Linked DNA regions of Mus musculus: region 2 is linked to region 1. A link is a contact called in public Hi-C data. All regions are on one chromosome and are shown on one strand. The core of a region is the stretch at or near the end of the contact, and the rest is flanking DNA. Distances in the headings are between cores, read along the strand shown. Region 1 overlaps Snx29 (sorting nexin 29). Region 2 overlaps Snx29 (sorting nexin 29).

Evidence for each region. Hi-C and Micro-C count contacts between places; a contact is called where the count stands out from the background.
Region 2: a contact with region 1 is called in a Hi-C map of pre-pro-B cells, with 1.7 times the contacts expected there. The contact joins two enhancer-like sites. A contact is called at or near these places in 7 of 484 Hi-C or Micro-C datasets (the N1E-115 cell line, conventional type 1 dendritic cells, macrophages and 3 more), 1 of 115 datasets of contacts at active chromatin or transcription factors (embryonic stem cells) and 1 of 9 other capture datasets (embryonic stem cells).

What each region holds. Positions count from the first base shown.
Region 1 is chr16:11,694,490-11,697,367 of GRCm38.p6, reverse strand. All of the region lies in intron 18 of Snx29 (sorting nexin 29), which reads right to left. Among named protein-coding and RNA genes, the nearest start is that of 4833415N18Rik, 84 kb to the left of the region's middle. Within about 2 kb of position 1,462, at least 20 of the 459 cell types and tissues checked have an H3K27ac peak or open chromatin away from gene starts, as enhancers often do. A contact at or near this core is called in pre-pro-B cells, where this site is marked.
Region 2 is chr16:11,741,779-11,744,656 of GRCm38.p6, reverse strand. The region is part of intron 20 of Snx29 (sorting nexin 29); the gene reads right to left. Among named protein-coding and RNA genes, the nearest start is that of 4833415N18Rik, 36 kb to the left of the region's middle. Within about 2 kb of position 1,371, at least 18 of the 459 cell types and tissues checked have an H3K27ac peak or open chromatin away from gene starts, as enhancers often do. A contact at or near this core is called in pre-pro-B cells, where this site is marked.

The DNA of each region.
Region 1 (2,878 bases), core at 213-2,712:
ACAACTGGCCCAGTGAATGAGCAGGCCTCCCAGAGTGCAGAGGAATGCTGGTCCAGAGAGGAATGACACCAACTCTCTCTCTTCCTTTCCTAACTAAGTCACAAGGCAATAGGGCCTGGGGGCACGAGAGCACAGGACTCTGCTGAAACCATATCATTGCATCAGATAGAGGCTTTCTGGGGTCAGAACGCTTGTAAAATTCTGTGTGTGCCTTGGGGGCTTGTACCTGTATAGGGAACACACACTGCCTCTGGGTCATGTGATCTGAGCTTTACTTTTGAGGATCTTCTGTGTCTCTGCCCCCTAGGGCCCGAGGAAGGATAAAACTTAAGCCACTTGCAAAAACGAAGGCCATTTCCAAGGTCAAGGCAGCACTCTTACTAGCAAAAGGGCTCAGAAACAATAAAAGAAATGATAGCCAACATTAGAATAAGACACTGTTTTATTTAACCACTCAATGTTGAAGGTTAGGCCTGTGAATATCTATGGGAGGAGGGTCACAGTGCCCATCCTAACAATACTGACCACAGCCTCACTAGCACCCCAGCACCGGCATAGCTACACTAGGGAGAGATGCAGGAACCAGTTCCCAGGTAAGGTGCCCTCCTCCCACCTCAGTTCACTGTAAGATGGGGAACTGGAAGCCTGGCTGGCTACTCCCTTGACCTCCCCTTCTCCAAGCAGGGTGTGGGGTGCTCTGAGAAGACCTTCATTGCCCCAGCTGGAGGGCAGGTGCCCTTTCTGGACAGCTCAGCCCATGGCATCAACAGCATTCTTCCACAGTTCTTTGGAAGACACTCAGCACCTCCTGACTCGGCGCTGTTACATTTTGGATGGGGTAATTCCTTATGGTGTAGATTCACATGCATTGTGGGGTATTTACAACATCCCTTCCTAGGATTCCTTGGGTGTCGGGAGCACTGGTACCCTCCATAACAACATCTCCTTGGGAATCACGGAAGGAAACTGTCTCAGAGAGGTTCAGCCACTTGCCTAGGAAGTACCTCATCAATGTTGTATCTATCTCACTTAAGTTTCTTAACCATTTCATGAGGTGGGTGCAATTATCCCATCTTATAGATGACAAAAGTAAGGCTCGGCAAGAACTTCCCACAGCCCAGTACCTGGGGACTGGCCCTTCCTAGAAGCAAACCCAGAAAGACCATGTGGGTAGCTGTCCACAGTGACACATTATGCCCCTATTAGGGAAGGGTAGGAGGCAGCCAGCAAAGCCAGGTTGGCTGTGAGTATCCTGGATGTAGTGATACAATCAGGCCTTAAAAGCTGTGGTACAGGGCATCTTTGAAGAGTGAATACTACTGAGCAGGTCACAGCCACACTCTGGCAGCCCTCAGCTCATCAGGGGATCAACTGCATAAATTGCCACCACTGACTACAGCAGCACTATACAGTGGCCACACAGCTGCAAAGATTCCTAACCACAACACTTCTCTCAGCACCAAGAATGCTGCCATCTAAGAAAAGGAAGTCTGAGCTTAGCAGGCAGCCAGGAGCCACAGTTCCTATCATAGTGGGGGTCTGGAACCCATGTTCATGAGACTAATCTGTAGGGATGTGGCAGACAGGGAGTACTGGGGTCTGGACTCTAGTGCTAGGCCCTGGGCAGTGGGAGGGTTAGATGAATAAGTACAACAGTCAGTATGCCTAGGGTTCTCCTACTCGAGGACAGAGGGTGCCACACTGGAGGCTGCAGATCCTATCCCATTGAAGAAGGCAAACATCCTGTTTAAAATGACATCTGCCTTGCTAATCATGACACTTGATGCGTAATGTGGCTGCCCAGTTCCTCTTCAGCTGCCTCTTTACTGGACAAACGGATCACAGCCATGTACCTGCTTCTGTGGGCTGTGGATCCTTCCCTGAGCTCCACTTCTGAGTCATATTAAACAAACAAATGCTGGTGTCTCCATTGTGGCCACAAGAAGGCCACAGTAGTGGAAATGAGAGCAGTGAGTTGGGGCTTGGGGCAAGGGACAAGCAGGCTGACTGCAAAGACCTCTGGAAGGAGGTGCACCTGCAGAGGAATGTTGGTTTGGTAAGGTGCAAGCTATATAATCTCAAGTGGCTTGTGTGACATCTCGGAAGCTCTATCCCTCTATCAAATGGGCTAATGGCATCACTGCTGCCGCCTGGTGCTCATGGTGCTCAGGATGCTGGCCTTCCATGACAGTAGTCTCAGCCTTTCTCACTTGATTTGGGGAGCTTTTATCTTAGATGCCCAGAGAGGTAACATTGTCAGCTTGTCAGGGTCTAGAATTATTCAGCACATTTCTGAGAAATTCTGTGAGGGATTGTATTGAGTAAATTAACTGAGGTGGGGGGTGTGTATTAAATGCACTGGTGACCCCATGCCATGGGCTGGAATCTAAGACTGAGAAAACAAGAAATAAGCTGAACACAAGTTTTTAATCTCTGCTTCCAGAATGTAGATGCCAGGTGACCAGCAGCCTCACACTTGTGCCACTTACCTGCCCTAATGACAAGAGTTCCTAATGTGGTACCCATGAATCTTGGGTCGAGAGTCCTCCCCACTACCCTCCCGACAAGCACGCCAATGAGGAGGGCCCTCTTATGTGGGGTTGCTGTTTTAGCTTTTGTTCAGTAAAATGAAGTGCCCTAAGCTCATGAAAGCAACCTCAGGAGCCACCTGGAAAACCGGAGCAAGAGCTGAACGCCTTCTCCATAAAACTGCACCGGAGCTCAGACAGGCAGTTTTCAAAAAGCATCCAATTATAGCCCTGGGCCACTGGTCTCCTGCGCTAACAAGATGAAATTGATTTACTTTCTGAGCCAGGCAATCCAGCTGCCAGTGAACACCACTCCCTTTCAATTGTGTAATCTCTACTCTGTCCAGTGG
Region 2 (2,878 bases), core at 122-2,621, 47 kb before region 1:
ACCTTTCTTTCTGAAACCTGCACTACTTGAAGTGCAGGCTGTGGTAGGATCTAGGGCAGTGCCAGACAGCTGTCTGTGGTCATCATTTGGAGGGGCTGCAGCAGGCACAGATTGTACCCAGGGGACTTCCCCAGGAAACAGAGAACAGCCGCATGCCCCCCACCAGGCTTTATTCTGACTTGGGCAAAAGGACCCCGAATAGCAACCCTGAACATGGATGGCACTGGTGAACTAGTAGGAGAGGCAGAAAAGCTCTGTGGCTCGTCCCTCCCCTTGTGACCCCAGTCCCACACCCAGCAGCGCACTGCCTTACTTCATCCTCACGCTCATTTTCTCACCTGGGGAAGTAACAGCAACACAAACACCAAGGGAGCAAGTGGGTTCCAGTGACCCAATGGGAGGAAGCCCCGGCCTAGCTCAGGGCATCCGACAGGGTGAAGAACACATTGTTTTCAACACCTGTCTCACTCCTGTCTATGGAGCCCACAGGTCTGCAGATAGCTTTACAAGATCCAACGAGCCTGCTCAGACCATGTCAACATGGCAACACGGCACCATAGTCACAGGGTCCTGTTTCTCTATACACTGTTCACTGCAGAATGAGGGCTTCCCACAGCTGCCCGTTGAGAAAGGCCACGCCCAAAAGCACGCTGGCCCAAGCAACCCCTCCACACTTTCCTGCTTCCCCTATGTTGACCCTGATGGCTAACTCAGTACACTGCTACACTGATGGGGTGGCAGGGATGCCACCACAATTGTGGGCACACCACCTGCTGTGTGGGGCCTCTGCCAACTTAGCAGCCTAGGAGCAGAGAGCTTGCTACTCTTGATGCTCTGAGGCTGTGCTTCACAGGCTGTTCAGACAAAGGAGGAACTCTGGAAAACCCTGATCCCCTTCAACCCTGACAGTTCCTTCCCAGCTTCCCCTCTGCCTGGCCAGGCTACATTCTACCCTGTCTCAGGGCCCAACACTGGTCATCGCTGTGTTTTGTTCCTCCCTCTTTCTTTGGCCGCCTCAGTGACTCCCAAGTCAGTCGTTCTCACTAGTGTCCTGGGAACCTGCATCCTGAAGAAGGATGCTCCAAATCCCTAAGTGAGAGGAGTCTTCATGATTTCAATTCCAAAAATCAGACTTGAAGATTGCACCAACAAGAACCTGTTCTTAGAATATCCTCATGTTTTCCACTCACTATTATAGCAACTCACAGTGACCAGTGCAGTAAACGGGCAATACTAGCTTGGGTTAGACTGACATAGCAACAGCCTAGAGTGAATACCTTAGGCAGGGAGGACTCCAGCCAATACCACCAGCACTGCTACAGCAGTGTGTGCCATGCCTACCTCCTAGGGAGGCTGTAACTACACAGATTCATGCTTCTAGAGTGTGCTTTCTTACAGCTCCTGTGATACATCCTATGCAGATTAACATACTAGTGTTTACTGTCTTTGCAAGGATGTTCCTGTGTTTGCCATTTCGCTCAGCATTTGCAAAGGCAGGATGAGCAACAGGGAAGAATGAAAATGGAGAGGAGGAAGGGAGAGGGATATGAGCCTCGAAACACAACAGCTCAGGAGGGCTGGGTGCAAGGCTAACAACCTCGAGGGTTTGTAGCCTCCCTCAGCCCTGAAGCAGGCTGATCCAGACTTTGACCTTGCTGCCACTGAGAAGGAAATTACCCTAAGGGGGAGCCTTCTGACCTAGATGGCTCTTTTGTTCTGCCACCTGCCACTGCTCTCTCCAAGACACTGCTACCTGCTGAGAAGCACCTGATACATTCTGGAGGAACATCCTATTCTACACATCACCTACAGGCTGGCTCCAGACACCAAGAATGGACTGGCAGGGGATGGACCTTCCCCTTGTATAAGTAGACTCCCATAGTAAACTGGAGAGCCTCGAACAGAATCATGTCTTGGCTCCATTAACCTCACGCCCTCTAAGTCTCTTTCAGCCCCAGCCTGCCTCCCTGGTGTACCCGGTCCTTGTAAGCCACAGGCCAGCATACAACAAGTGTTGCCCAGTGCCTCCTAACTAAATAGAGATGCAAGGACAGAGACTGCCCCCTGCCCTGGGTGGGGCGGGGGAGCTCCCTGGGATTAGAGTCCACAGAAGGACAGAGTCCAGCAAAGCAAGCCATGATCCTTCGCGCCCCAAATGCCAGTGCAGTTACACTTATTTTTAAACCCTTTCTGCTTGCGGCCATGTAGCTTGTGCATCAGTGATGTCCTGAACATCTCTGAAGTAATGAGGACTGTGGAGCCTAGAGGGCTCTTGACGATCCACCACACTGACTCAAGATAAAAAGTTCTGAGCTGTACGAGTCAGTAACACCTTTTGAAGCAAAAAAGCCTCCATGTGGGCTCAAGTGGGCCCTGGCAGAGCACACAGCAGCCCACTGCGACCCTGGACTAAACTTAATTGCTCTCTGGGAGAACATGGCTCTTCTAGTCTCATCAGAAACTATATTTAACAATGTTTGGAGTAAAAGCAACAGTGGGTGGAGAAACACGGCCCACACTTCTGCTGAACCTCCACGTGGGGGTCTGTGCTGTGACCTACTTTATTCTGTCTCCCCCATCTGTCCCTCCCAGGGACATGGACGCTTCCAAGGGATGAGTTACACTGCAAAGAAACATTTTAATGATAATATGGTAAGTGGCAGCCTAGCAAATCACTGAGGCCATGTGATGTGAAGTCAGGCTCCCTTCCTTAAGGGCCTCACCTTCCCTGGGTCTGAGCAAACCTCTGCAGCAGGTTACATCCCTTGGGACCCACCAGGAGAGAACAGACAACGTGGGGCTCCTGAGTGGTCAGTGAGAGCTGCTATCTTTCTTCTCCCTACCTGGAGGTGGGGACTCCAGCACTCCCGTGTGCCAC